Regions from separate parts of the Sus scrofa genome. Here regions 1 and 2 are each linked to region 3. Evidence: chromatin contacts called from public targeted proximity ligation data. All regions are on one chromosome and are shown on one strand. The core of a region is the stretch at or near the end of the contact, and the rest is flanking DNA. Distances in the headings are between cores, read along the strand shown. Region 1 has its middle 190 kb from the start of TRIB1. Region 2 overlaps NSMCE2 (E3 SUMO-protein ligase NSE2). Region 3 overlaps NSMCE2 (E3 SUMO-protein ligase NSE2).

What was found.
Region 1: a contact with region 3 is called in a targeted proximity ligation map of alveolar macrophages. A contact is called at or near these places in 3 of 47 Hi-C or Micro-C datasets (embryonic fibroblasts and skeletal muscle) and 1 of 2 datasets of targeted methods (alveolar macrophages).
Region 2: a targeted proximity ligation map of alveolar macrophages shows a contact between it and region 3. A contact is called at or near these places in 2 of 47 Hi-C or Micro-C datasets (embryonic fibroblasts and skeletal muscle) and 2 of 2 datasets of targeted methods (alveolar macrophages and skeletal muscle).

The regions. Positions count from the first base shown.
Region 1 is chr4:14,107,170-14,112,153 of Sscrofa11.1, forward strand. No RefSeq gene overlaps it. Among named protein-coding and RNA genes, the nearest start is that of TRIB1, 190 kb to the right of the region's middle.
Region 2 is chr4:14,532,694-14,537,289 of Sscrofa11.1, forward strand. All of the region lies in intron 3 of NSMCE2 (E3 SUMO-protein ligase NSE2), which reads right to left. Among named protein-coding and RNA genes, the nearest start is that of WASHC5, 63 kb to the right of the region's middle.
Region 3 is chr4:14,359,555-14,364,521 of Sscrofa11.1, forward strand. It overlaps NSMCE2 (E3 SUMO-protein ligase NSE2), which reads right to left. Exons shown (of 7, transcript XM_021088938.1): 7 at 1-128. The coding sequence ends at 11. Among named protein-coding and RNA genes, the nearest start is that of TRIB1, 64 kb to the left of the region's middle.

The sequences.
Region 1 (4,984 bases), core at 57-2,556, 250 kb before region 3:
ACTTTACTTAATCCTCACAATTATCCTATGCAATAAAAATCATTATCCCCATCTTATAGATGAGACGACGCGAAGTCTTAGAGATAAAGTGACTTGTCCAAGATCACATTGCTAATAAGCAGAGGCACTGGAGCTTGAGAAAGGCCTGGCTCAGAGCATTGGATGCTAAGTGCTGTGGGAAATGCAGACATCAATGTTCCAGGGTTAACACACCCTTTAGGGAACTTTCAGTCCAGTGAGGGAAACAACAGGTGCAACTGACATAAAATATAAGGTGGGCTGCAGTAAGCAGAACCTGAAAGTAATGGACTCTGAGTTCCCAGAGGAAGGAACAATGAATTTTGACTCCGATCCAGATGGCACTTAAAGGGGACCATGAAAGATGGTAGAACCACAGCAGGAGGAGAATGGGGAGATGCAGGGGAGGGATGGAGAGGTGGTGGGGGGATAGACACTAGCCTGGCAAAGGCCTGGGAGTCTGAGAATACCTGCCAGATTGCTCAGTCAGGAAGGTAGAGACCACGTGACTTTCCTGCTTCCAGTTCCTTCTCTTCCAGGATAAGGCGCAGGCACCTAAACCAGCATAACCAGGGCCTTCAGACACTGGGCTCCCCCAAAAGCCATGAACTGCCATAGTCATGTCAGTCTCCCCAACTTTCCCCACCTTCTTTCACACTGAGATCATTATTTTATTTTGTTTTGTTTTGTTTTATTTTTTCTTTTTGTCCATGCCTGTGGCATGTGGAAGTTCCTGGGCCCGGAAATGAACCTGTGCCACAGCAGCAACCCAAGGCACAGTGGCAATGCCAGATCCTTAACCCACTGAGCCACCAGGGAACTCTCAGAAGTCCTTCTTCTTTTTTTTTTTTTTTTTTTTTTTTTTGCTTTTTAGGGCCGCACCTATGGCATGCGGAATTGTCCGGGCTAGGGATGGAATCAGAGCTGCAGCTGCCAGCCGACATCACAGCCACAGCAACGTGGGATCTGAATCGTGTCTGTGACCTATACCACTGCTCGTGGCAATGCTGGATCCTCAACCCACTGAGCGAGGCCAGGGATCAAACCTACATTCTTATGGATACTAGCTGGGTTCCTAACCCACTGAGCCACTATGGGAACTCCTGAAGAAGCCTTTTAGAAACAGGAACCAGAGAGCACAGAGCACATCCAAGCTCTGGCTAAGGTGGCTGGGCACTGTCCTGGAGAGTTGGCAGTATGCCATGATGCCAGACACCACTGCTGTGGCCAGGTCTGGGGAGGGGTGAGAAATTGCCTTGTATGCAGAGGAGCTCTTGAGAAATACTACGTGAATAAGTGGAAGCCTTGGGAAACCACCTATTATATGACTAAGGCTCTGAGACATCTCTGTTGATGGCCTGGCAGAGCGCTTGCCAGCCGAATCCATCACTGAAAACCTCAGAGAGCTTCTGGGTGCATTCAGATTATGGGTTGTGGGAATCTCAGGTCATAAAACTTTCGCCCAGCTGCTCAGGTGCCTGGCCAGGCAATTAAGGATTCTTTCAAGCAGATCAAAAGACGCTGGTGAGGTGATCTCAGGAAGCTTCCCTGTGAGGAAGGCAGGAGTCAGGTCTCATTATCCTCATCTTACAGATGAGAAAAGTAGGTTCCCTGGTGACTAAGTCCCTTGCCTGAAGTCAAACAGCCAGCAAAGGGTGGAACCCAAAATGAGCAGCTCAGTCACCCAATTCCCAGGACACCATCATCCCAGAGCCTCCCATTCCATGGAAGCTGGAGTGCTCCCGGGAAGTCTGGACCCACATTTGGGATGTTAGGGCATGGAGTGGTCCACAGGGACTCTTCCAACAATTCAGCATCCATGGACACTTAACACATCCACGCAGTGACTTGGCATCTGCCCTTTGCGACATCAAGAACACAAGACCCCAACCTAACAACATGGTTATTCCTTGGCCCCCTTCTATGCAAACCATTGCAGAGGGCATCCATTTTAGCAGTCATCTTACAGAACTTCTGTACCTGACTTCAGATCCCAGTTCTGTGCTAGTCCCAGGACCTAAGTCTCACTTCCTGCATATGAGATTTGGAGATAATTCAAAATTCCTCTCCAGCTGGGTTATTGTGAGGTCAGGTGCATCAAAAGCAGAGCCGAGAGCCCGGCACGTGGTAACCACTTATTAAATATCAGCAATTATTAATGGCATTGCTCATATGAGAGATCTGAGCTTGAAAAGCAATTCCCCGTTCTTTAGCTGTTCACAGCCTGCCTGCTAAGGGATTAGGTTTGACTTTTAGTATTTGACCAACTCCCTTCCTTCCAGGACACGGAAGTTCATTTTTACTCTTCTTTTTGTGTGTGTGTGTGTGTCTTTTTGTCTTTTGTTTTTTTTCTAGGGCCGCACCCATGGCATATGGAGGTTACCCGGCTAGAGGTCTAAACAGAGCTGTAGCCACTGGCCTACACCACAGCCACAGCAATGCAGGATCCGAGCCGCATATGCGACCTACACCACAGCTCACGGCAATGCCGGATCCTTAACCCACTGAGCGAGGCCAGGGATTGAACCGGCAACCTCATGGTTCCTAATCGGATTTATTTCTGCTGCACCACAACGGGAACTCCTCATTTTTATTCTTAACAATCTCAGCTACTTGCCATGTTTTAAAAGCAAAGTATACCTGTTATAGCCAGAATGCTCTAAAAGTCAGAGAGGCATCTGGTTTGTCATGGCCTCAAAATCCTCTCTGGGGTCCTGCCTTGTACCTCCCTAGTCTTTCCATTGCCATCTGGTCATCAGCAGGACCAGGGTCCAACCAATGAAAGGCAGCTAGCCAAGAGAGGCCAGAGGTTGGGATTCTGATGCAAGTTGGCATGGGCGCCTGTGGTCCCTGACTCTAATAGCATCTTGGTTTGCATCAGTGTTATGGTGTCTCCTGACCTGGAAGACTGTTTCTCCCAACGAACCCTGGTTACTCAATATGCTTGAAAAGGAGTGTATCTTCTTGTAGGCTCTTACTCTTTTTTTTTTTTTTTTTTGTCTTTTTGCCTTTTCTAGGGCCACACCCTCGGCATATGGAAATTCCCAGGCTAGGGGTCCAATCGGAGCTATAGCTTCCTGCCTACGCCAGAGCCACAGCAACGCAGGATCCAAGCCACGTCTGCAACCTACACCACAACTCACAGCAATGCCAGATCCTTAACCCAGTGAGCAAGGCCAGGGATCAAACCCGCAACCTCATGGTTCCCAGTCAGATTCATTAACCACTGCGCCATGACAGGAACTCCACCTTGTTCTTTGTGGATATTGCGATTGCCCTTCACACACACCAATGTCCTACCTTCAGCTCATCAGCCCATCCCACAGGTCACCTGCAATTTAACACTCTTCTGCCTTCTTCCCCCAAACCCTTGCATCTCTTGGTCTGAGTTCTTTCTCTGCCACAGGAGTGCACTCAGCCTGCTCTCAGGGCAGGCCAGGGAGACCCTTCCATGAGTGATCCAACTAAGACAGACAAGGATTAGAAGATAAATACCCCAGCTACCTCATCCTCAGGGAAGGCAATTCTGAGATCAGCCATTATTGCCTCTTAAAGAGTCTCCAGCACAACTGAATCTCAGGCACCAGTAGCGGCAGCTGACTTTCACCGGTTTCCTCCTTTCCCTGGAACTCTTCCTCATGCCTCTAATGAAGCGTCCTTGGACCCTCCGTAGCGGCTGCTGGTGCCCTAATCTCTGCCCGTGGTGTGCTCTTGGGGGAACCCAAACGAAGACAAACTTTCAAGGGAAGATAGCTGTTACAGCAAAAGAGCACAAATCATTTTTTTTAAAACTACCACCATTACATTAGGCAGACATTGGCACTGAAATGTGACATGGAGCAAGTCTAAAATGAATAAAACCCCTGCTGTCCTCTCTGTCTCAACAGACTCCTCTAATGCCGACTACCAGTTAACTCAAGGTTAGGGTCTCGCTCACGAGTCACACCAGACCCAGCCACAAATAAAATGTGAGCCCCTCCAGAGCCTGTGGCCAGCCAGGGCTGAGCTCTCAGAATAAATCAATTAGACCCTCCAGGGCCAAGAGACAGCTATTCTTTGGCTCCTTCAGTATCAACATCCTGCCATCCTCTTTCATCCCTTTTTTCCCTGGATTGCAGACTTGAAAGGAAAAAAAAAAAAAATCCAAGTACTCTCTTGTCCTTTTCCTGCATGATCTTCAGAAATCTTCTCTTAGCTGAGCTAAGACATCTGCTCAGTGACTTATTCAACTGAAGTCCCCCCCCTTATCGCATTCCCCATCTGCATCTAATAGGTACCTTCTCCTCAGCACTAAGTTGTCTCTGATAGACCCATCTTCCACCAAGACTTGTTAAAATTGTGTTGGAGAGTGTTGTCCTTCTGAAGATTTCAAAAATATTTAGAACCTAACAACAATTGTTCAACAAAAGTATACCGTCAAATTTGCTGTGCTCTGAAATGTTTTCTAGATTTTCACATGTGTCTTAGAGTGGGTGTATTAGCTTTTATCGATTGCTGTGCAACACGTTACCACAAGCTTAGAGACTAAAAACAACACATACTCATTCCCTCGCAGTTTCCGTGAGTCAGGAGTTCAGGCGTAGCTTAAGTGGGTTCTCTGCTTAGGGCCTCACCAGGTCCAGGGGTGTTGGGCAGCATTCTCATCTAGAGACTCAGCTGGGAAAGGATCAACTTCCAAGCTCATGAATATCATTGGCAGAATTCACTTCCGGTGGCTCTCTCACTAAAGATCCTGGCTTCATGCTGGCTGCCAGCTGGAGGCTGTCCCAGAGGCCGCCCCCCACTTCCTTGCCATGTGGGCTCGTCTAACATGGTCGCTTACTTCTCATCTCCTGTTATTCCACTCTTGCGAAATGCCCTCCTGAGTGTGGGCTGAACCATTCACTTGTTTCTAACTAACAGAATGTGCAAAAGTGATGAGAGGTCAATTCCAAGACAAGGCCGCAAGAGCCTGTGACTCCTGTCT
Region 2 (4,596 bases), core at 1,273-3,772, 170 kb after region 3:
AATTGCTGGTGTAGACATTTACGACAATCGTCATGAGTTTGGGATATAGTGTTACACTCTTAAGAAGGGCAGCTTAAACTCATGAACAGTTCACAGATAAATAAATAAATGCTCTGTAGAAACTAAATCTATCGATCAGTGATTTCAAAATTTCTTCCAACAGTTTTTGACACGATAAGCCAGGTAATGTTTATCAAATGAAATATTCTAACTACATTATTAAGGAGACCTTTGGACAACCACACTGACTTTCGGGTTGGTTTCAATGCTGACGAAATGATAGTCACCGAGAAGTTTCCCTGATGGCACACAGTTTCCTGTCAAGGATTAAGGTTCTGCCCCTTTTCCCCCCAAAAAAGGGGCAGGTGGAACTGGGAAAAGCATCTGCAGGTGTTTTTCTAATGTAAAAAACACTGTGCTTTACAGAAAAGAAGTCCACTGATTCTTTCACATATCTAAAGTATTCCCATCTTTCTAGCATAGTTTTTTTCCAAAGCTTCTTTTAGGATTGACCTAGCAATTCCTTCAATGCAGCCCTCAGTGCACAAAGCCTCTATCATAATCCCTTTCCTACCTGCTTATTTTGTGTTACATTCATCAATATCAAGGCTTCTAGGGGAGTCCTAACAGGGATCTCAATTTTCTCATACTCCTTTAGATGAACTTCTCTTTTCCACTCAACTTAGTATGGGTTAATGATCCTGAAGCTTATCCGGTGGCATCTCACTTTGGAATCTAAACAATGGGAGAAGGATCTCTTGCTCCAGTCTGTGTGTGTGTGGGAGACACACATGGAGGGGAGACAGCGAGGATGGGTATACACACTTGGTGCGCTCTCCCCTAAAGAAAGCAAAAGACCTGGGAGGAGAATGGGGCCATGCTCAGGTTCATGGAAGCCCTTTCTTTCTGAGCATCCCGGACAGGAAGACCAGCCTTCCCACCTGGGCCACTGGGGAGCACCCCAGCCACTACATGGCTGCCGATGTGAAGTCAGTAAGAACTTCTCTCTCGTGTTCTATGTCACACCCTCCGTGAACCAGAGGACCTGAACCACCAAGGGAACAAATTCACCATTTCCACTGTAACCAAACAGAAGGAGAAATGCTTGTCATTTTCTTCCTTCTGCTCTTGCCAAGTATCCATCAGAAACCTATTTAATGTGACTATAAGGTCAGAACAAAAAGAAACTAGCAAAAGGTCTATTTGGGGAATACTACATTTTTCTTTAAATCCATAAGTTAGCTTCTAACATGCATAAGTTCCGTGAGGATTCGGATAAACAGGAAGTCCAACTTCAAATCCCTTGTCTTTAGGTCAGACCACAGATCTACTGCACAGTATGAGGTCAATCCAAGGACATCAGGCTGGATCATTTCCTCGGTTATCACATCTCACCCAATACAATAAAGACTCTGGAATTACTAATAATCCGGTGGTTTATTAATGCTCTTTATCCTTTACTGCTCCATTCATTCCCATCTAGCAGACTATCAAATTCACTGATGTTGCCTTCTCTATAATTCATTTGGCTTCCTGACATTTGAAATTACTTCCCACTCCTAAAACTATCAAACTGCTTTGGCCTTCTGCTTCATCTCCTGGGAGAAAAGTTTCCTGACTCAATGCAAATGAATTCTCTCCATCGTTAATCTAATCGAAGCCACTGTACCACAAGAAAATAACAATAATCAAAATAAAAAAACAGTTTGGTGCTTCACAGTAGATAGTACATTTTTTATGTTTTCTTGATAGGCAAGAAATAGATTTATTAAGATAGGACACTTGTGAGAGATGCAAGCAGGCAGGCAAGGAGGCTCTGCCCCCAGGACCTGGTGTTTTATCATCCAAGGGGAATGCGGGTTGGAAAAGACCACCTCTTCCTCTTTCTTCAAGTCTATAGTCCATTTTTTAGAATCATTCATTTAATTTGATTCTCGTTGCCCAGAGAGATTGAATAACTTCCTTGAACCAAACACTGAATGGTGACAGAGCTGAAACGACAAGGTGGTCACCAGGTCTGAAAGCACAAACAAAATGATTTCAAAATGTGCTGTAATAGTATACCATTAAGCCATTTATTGTGTGTCCACCTATGTTCTAGACCTGGTGGCCACCCTGTAAAATCCAGATCTTCTAGCCATAACCTGTTTTCCTTGATTCCCCGCACATTTTACTCTGAAGTACTAAAGAAGGCGGCAGTTAGAGGAAAATACCATCTTAAATTGGATGACATTAAAAAATGCATAAACCAGCTTTCATATTCTGCTCTCCAACTTAACTTCATAACCACCTGGTGCATGGAGATTAAAAGCAATTACTATTTTCTCCATGCCGACCACATGAAGCCTCACTCTCTCACTTCATCCTCGCGACAGCCCCACATGGTATCATTACCCTCTTTTTACCAATAAAGAAACTGATGACCTTAAGAGGATGAGTCGCTCATCCAGTGTCACACAATGAGACAGTGGAGGAGCAAGGATGAGTCTACGACTTCTGACCCCAGTTGCAGTATTCTTTCCACCACCCCAGTGAAATATGCCTCACATGCTCCATTAAATGCCACCTACTGGCCATACCACTGCCTTCTTCCATGGAGAGACTTCTCCCCCACTGCTTCTAAAATCTGATCATGAATAAATCTGTAGTCTAAGCTGGCAAGAAAAAAGCAGTTCCTCAACTTACGTTAACAAATGCAACTTAGACTACTGCCTAGAGCATAGCAAGCACTAGAGAAATGGTAGGTTAATTATGTAGGTTTATTATTATTATTATGGGAAGACTGAATATACCTCCTTTTTAATATAATGGTTTCATAAACAAAATATTCTTTTCCTCAAGTAGTTCTTTAATATTAACAGAATCCCTTCTTATGCATGTCAAGTGAGTGTGAAGAGTTACTTCTCATTTACTCTTAAACCTTTATCTGTGGAAAATTTATTTATTTATTTATTTTTGTCTTTTCGTCTTCCTAGGGCCGCATCAGCAGCACATGGAGATGCCTGGGCTAGAGGTCCAATCAGAGCTGTAGCCGCTGGCCTAAGCCGCAGCCACAGCCACACCAGATCCAAGCCGTGTCTGTGACCTACACCACAGCTCACGGCAATGCCAGATTCTTAACCCACTGAGTGAGGCCAGGGATCGATCCCATGTCCTCATGGATACTAGTCTGGTTCTTTAACCACGGAGTCATGACAGGAACTCCACCTGTGGAAAATTTATGTGTAAGATTTTAAGCATATTTTATAACCAAGGTTAGACAAAAGCACTCTTACTCCCAACTGAAAACTACAACTCAAAGTGAATTCAACAAACTACATCTGTCCTGAGGCATGGAGATGTCATGAAAAGAGCCTTGAATTACATATCAAAAAAACCAAGGTTCAAGTCACACCTTGAGACTAAGCATGTGACCCAAGCATGTCCCTTAACCTTCCTGGGGCTCAGAGTCCATCATATCCTCCTTACTAACTGGGTAGGTTACTGTGATGATTCAAGGGGTCAGGATTCCAGGAGGGCTCCTCACCCCTCACCCGGGGCAAAGAGAGTTGGTTTCAGACTTTTTTCGTCAAAGGGCCAGGGCACTGAAAGAAGAAACTGATGACATTTCCAAATCTGGTTTAAGCAAACCATCAACAGCCTGCAGGCAGATATCAAATAACCAGGGAAGTCAGAGAATTGAATTCACTAACATCCACTAGGCTAGGCCTCCAGAACAAATGAATCACCAAACTGATACCTATCCCACACATGGGCTTTGTTACAGTTTTATTGAAACTGGATCACAATGCACTGCTTATGATTAAATCTTTTTTTTTTTTTTTTTTTAATTGGCTAGCCTGGAAACCTAGCCACAATGTTATTTCGATGGGAAACTGCATTCCAGGATTCAATTCAGGAATCCAAACGCTGGGAGTCTATCTTTTCTCTTTCCAGCTCCAAGAGCTAACAGCGACTCCCTTCTGATCTTCCTTCACCCTTTGGTGCTGTGGCCATTCAGATATCAGATGTCCGATGAGGACAGGCAAGGTCTAATAACTATATGCCATCTTTCACTTTTTTTCCTTTTTTTGTTACAACACATTCTCTTTTATCTACCATTGCCCGGTGAGGGGCATAGGAAAAATACTATTCTTACTCCCATTTTAGAAATGAGGAAGCTGAAGTACAGAGGTTTACGTGACTTGTCCAAGGTCACAGCCTGGCAGAAAGAGGATTAGAAGCCAGATCTTTATTTCCTAGCCCAACACTCTTATCAACGAAACACCAGCTGCTGAGAAATGGGGAGAAGGAAGTGAAGGTGATTGTGATTTACTGAGACGGACTTTTAACATAATTTCATCTGGCTTTGTGAATGTTCATTAATTTCCTTCTTCATTGTTGCCTGATGAGTTAGTCACTAAAACCATCAGATCAGAAAGTATAAATTGTTTTATATTATTTCCTCATTGTTACCGATAGATGTTCAAGTTTAAGTGTTTCATAATAAAGTGACTCAGAGACTAAGCAAGCCCAATCTACATTAGTCACTTGTTGAACTGTTACGTGAGATTTCCACCAAACTCTTGGGAGGTGGTGAGGCGGAGAAAAGGGGTA
Region 3 (4,967 bases), core at 1,462-3,961:
GTGGCTTTTCCTAGTCGGACTGACGATGTTTTTTCTTGTGGTGGCTCTCAATTGCCCTTCTCAGAGCCTCATCCTGGATGAGATCAGACAATCTCACGTCTGTGTGGCTACAGCCAATTTTGGGGCAACTGTGAAAGGTGAGAAAACCAAGTCAGGCTGCTTCACTGCAATGCCTTCGGCATAAACCTCCTTCACACGTGTGCAAGAATTTAAGTGAGGGCTTCTTTTTTTTTAATTGAGTGAAAGGGTCTTTAAATTCTATAGTGTTTTACCATTTTGACAGTTTCGCATAGATGATTTCATATAATCCCATAACACCCCCCCTTTCCTCCTACTCCTCTCTTGCCCCTCCTCCTTCCCTCTCCCCACTGGTAACCACTGGTTTGTTCTCTGTAACTGTTCTGCCTCTGGTGAGTCCGCTTTTTTTTTTTTTTTTTTTTTATTCACCAGTATGTTGTATTTTTTAGATTCCTCGGATAAGTGCAATCATACAGTATGTGTCTTTCTCTGACTTCCTGCACCTAGCATAATGCCCTCCAAGTCCATCCATGTTGCTGTAAATGGCAAAATTTCATTCTTTTCGATGGCTGAATAACATTTGAGGACATTTTACCCCAAAAGGAGCACATTTTAAAAGTCAGGACTGATGTGCACTCATTCATTGGTTCACCAAGTGCCCGCCCAGTCCTGGGGGCACAGGCGAGGCCACTTCATGGAGCTCACTTTCCAGTGGGGGAGAGAGATCACTGCTAAGTCACCAAAGAGATGCTTGCTGTGGGATCAGGTGGCATTAAGTGCTACAAAGGCTAAAAAGCAGGGTCAAGGGAGAGAGTGTGGGCTGAGGCTTATCCAGCTGGGGTCAGGCAAGGCTCACCGAGAAGCTCTTATCAAGAAAAAGGGCTGCATGCGGCCTGGGCTGAGGCAGCAGCACGTGTATAAGCCAAGGAAGGAGCTGTTTGGTGCCCAGGAGTAGAGCAAGGTCAGTGTGGCTGGAATGCCCAGGGCAAGGAGAGGGGCATCTGGAGATTTGGTTGGAGGGTGTGGGGCTTTGGATTTTATTTCAACTAGAAAAGAGTGGAGGAGTGGAGACAGCAGAGGGAGGGGATTTGGCTTAAGTTTGGAAAACATGTCTCTGGCTGCTTAATGGGGAACACGGGCAGAGGCGAAGCTGGGAAGAGAGGAGGGAGAGCTTGGATGAGGGTGTAGCAGTGATCGGCTTCCGGACACAACCGGAAGTAGGAGCTGTGGGACTTGCTGAAGGACTTGAACGTGGAGGGTAAAGGAAAGGGATGACCTTCGTTCAAAGAGTTTGGCTGGAGCTGAAGGGAGACTGGTGGCACCCCTTGTCTCCATGGAAACAACTGGGAATCCAGGTTGGGATGGAATCAGGAGTCCCTGTTGCTTTATGTTCTCTCTGAAATGCTCACTGGTCAGTCCTCTCGGTGGAGAGACTGAGTGGGGTGATGGGGACTCAGGGGAAAAGCTGTGGCTGAAGAAATCAGTGGGTGAGTCATGGTTCTGTTTAGATGTGGTCTCCTCTGAAGGCAGAGGGTTGGATGAAGTCACCTGATTTCTTCTCAACATGAACCAGACTTTGGTTGAGTGGAGCGCCTACTTACAGTTACAAGACCATAGACAACTCACTTTACCTTCTGGAGCCTCTGTGTCCTCAGATTTAAAATAGGGACAGAATCCAAATTTCCCAGGGCTCCAGGCAACACCATTCTCCATGACATTCATTCCCTTCACCATCTCCTACGATTATCACTTGTTTCCTGACCACGGGTCTTCACGATCAGGATTAAAGTTGCTGATCTGCCCGTAGCTTGCACACCTCCAGCACAGACATGTGCACATTCAATGCATCATTTGACTCTTTTATGTGATTGGCCCTGTGCTAGGTTCTAAGCGTCCAACTGTGAAATACAAATATAGTTTTCCTGCCCCACACAGAGCTCCAGCCCAGTGATCTGAGACAACTCTCCAAAAAGCACAAGTATATTAAGATCAAAAACAACAAATACAAGACCAAAGCTACACACCAGAAGGGGAAGAAAGCTGATCATGGGAGCTCAGCAGTGGAAAGCTCAGCAGGTCAACACAAAAGAGAATCTTTTTCTTGGTCTTGATTTCTGGACCAAGGTAGCTTGATATTAGAGGGGCATTTACTCAATGGAATGAATAATATGTTTGCTAACATTATTTATTTTTAAAATACTGAAATGACCTCCTATGATCAGGGGTAGGTGTTACAATATGACTAACGGAAGGTGATCCTATGAAAGACGATGCAAGCGTGCATGGTTCTGATGATTTGGCTTTGCGTTCGAGGTGTTTGACGCCTGTTCCAAACATCCTGCTGTCTCAAAGTGGATTCTTCTTTCAGTGTGAAAGTAAATAAGATGCAATTATAAGAAGGACAGGGACACTTTCCTGACTTTGGAAGAGGCACCGTTCATGACCTCAACTTCCGTGAAGCGGAAATGCACCTCGAAGTCGGTTGCTGGGATGACCCTCAGCTAAGGCTTATCGACTCGCAGATCATCGTCTCTGACTGTGCCCCCCCCCCCGCCCCCACCTCCACAGAACACAGTCTTTAGCACCAATAGCCAGACAGTGAATAAGCTGTTTTAGGGAAGTGGAGAGTGAGGTGGGGAGGACTTCCTGATGACATCAGTGGTTTCAGTCAGTAAATGAGAGCATTCTGAGAATGCGTGATGGGATTAACCACACCGATCAGTTGCAGATTATCTCAGTGGGATGGAACCAGTGTCAGGCCAAGAGGTCTGAGCTCACTTGGCGGATCGACTCTGGGGACAGAGGCATTAACCGAAAAGCTGTCCCAAGGGGAGCCAACGGCCTAATGACTCAAATACAGGCTCCAGAGTGAAAAGAACCTGGGCTCTAACCTCTGGCTGTGACACTCTGGGTGAGTGACTTCATTAATGGGCCTCAGTTTCCTCCTCTGTGAAGGCAGAGCATAGGCTTGTCCTGAGAAATAAGCAGGACATGGGACAAGGGTCCAGGGACTCACTCAGGTGCTACCACAAACGGTTCCTGCTCTAGCACACAACGTCTGTTCTCAAGAACCTTGTGGAGAAGAGCCACCAGCCCCTCGGACAATGCCGGGGGGACACGGACACAGGCTCAGGGGCACCGAGGGAGCGTGGGGGCGAGGCCTGGAGGAGAGGTTGATGCAGGGGCTGGGAGAGAACCCTGTTTCTCACCCCGTCTCAAATAAACAAACACAAGTTTCTAAACTGAAGAGGCTAAGACCAGATCCTAATGACATGATACTGAATCAGGGCACTCCTCTTCTCGAGAAAGAACACTCTCTATAAGCATCTGGGCATTAATCCCCGCGACATCCCGGTGAGCAAGACAGGTGTGGCAATACCCAGTCTTAAGCTCTCACGTCATTGCTTGCAGGAGTCAGACCCAGAGGCCTGGAAGGAGAGGCTGGGTCCTGAACTCGGGTCACCGACAGGGCAGAACATTCCACCGCAGCAGCGATCAAGCATGTGTCTGCTGAACAAAGGGACCCAAGGTCTTAGGGGTCCCTCAGGCTGTAGGGGACCTTGGTCTCAGCATCAGTTCAAAAGTACAGGATTCTGAGTCTAAGAGCTCCTGGACCTGGGCTCCAAGAATTCCAAGGTTCAACCCAGTTCTAGAAAGTTCTAGAACGCAGGACTATAGCTACCTCTGGAAATCCGAGTGGGACAGATTCCCATCATACCTACACACAGAGTAATGCTACCCTACATCCTCTGAGTCTAAAATAATGTGTCGCTAAGCAGTGAGGTGAGTAATAAAAACATGAACGGTCTCGACCTCAGTAACCCGACTGCTATTTGCTCAACGCTCTGTAGTCTCAAAAGAGCTTTCTCCTAAGTGGTTTGCTTCTCCACTGCCAAGAAACTTGCTGGTCCAGACCTAGACTGGAATTCCCCACTGTTCCTTGGATCATGAAATTCTGTGAGATGCTGTTGCTATTTCCACTTTGCAGATGAAGAAATGGAGGCTCTGAGAGGTCAACTGACTTGTTGGTAAACAGTTTAAACAGGGACTCCGAGCACGATGGTGGAGTCCTGCTGTCTGACGACACATTTCTGTTCAACTGAACTTTACTCTCCATGCTCTTAAACTCGACTGTTTGTTAGGGTGCTTCCCAATCTTAAACCAAAAAAAGGAAAGCACTGGCTGTGGATAACTGGAAATATCTTATAATATGAGAACCATAGGGCAGCTTTATTAATAAGATAATAAACAGCCCGGTTAGTAAGTGACGTGCTTTAGGAAATTATTCTAACGACTGTATTTATTTAGTTAGGGCTAAAGTCCCAACACTTTTATTCTGACTTAAGCCAGTGGAGACAGGTCTTCTAAGAGACCCAAACACAGACAGGAACATGGAGTCAGCGCCCAGTAATGCAGTGTGCCTGGAACTCCGTCTAACAAAACATCATCGGAAGCAACCACGAGGAAGAACTGAGGGTTCTCAAAGTGGATGTGTCACAGCCGTTTTTTAAACAAAGGGAACCCAGAACTGCTCATCGCCCTAACATGCATCCTGGGGAATGACACTAATTCATTTTTAATCAGGAACCTCTGGAGTAGGTTTTGAAGAGGCCCTGGATTCTACCCTGTGGCCAAATGCAATGTACCTGGTCTTCAAGGACCTCCCAACTCCCCGCTGGCTCCTGTGGTACTCTCGGCTCCTGTCCCCTTCCTCCTGGCGGTGTTAGACTGCCTGGCTGGAGTCTCCTTCCCCCGACTGCTCTTTCATTAATGAGTGCCATGCTTTTCTGTGGGTCTATATCACGTTGGCAGCATGGCTCAGCCTAGCCAACGTCCCCGTCTTGGGGCTTTCAGTGGGCTGTCCCATCCGGTCTAGAGCTACATTTGTGCTGGCAGAGGAGTGGGTCTGTAGCCTCAGAGCTTTCTCCTGAATTCAAATACCCACATTT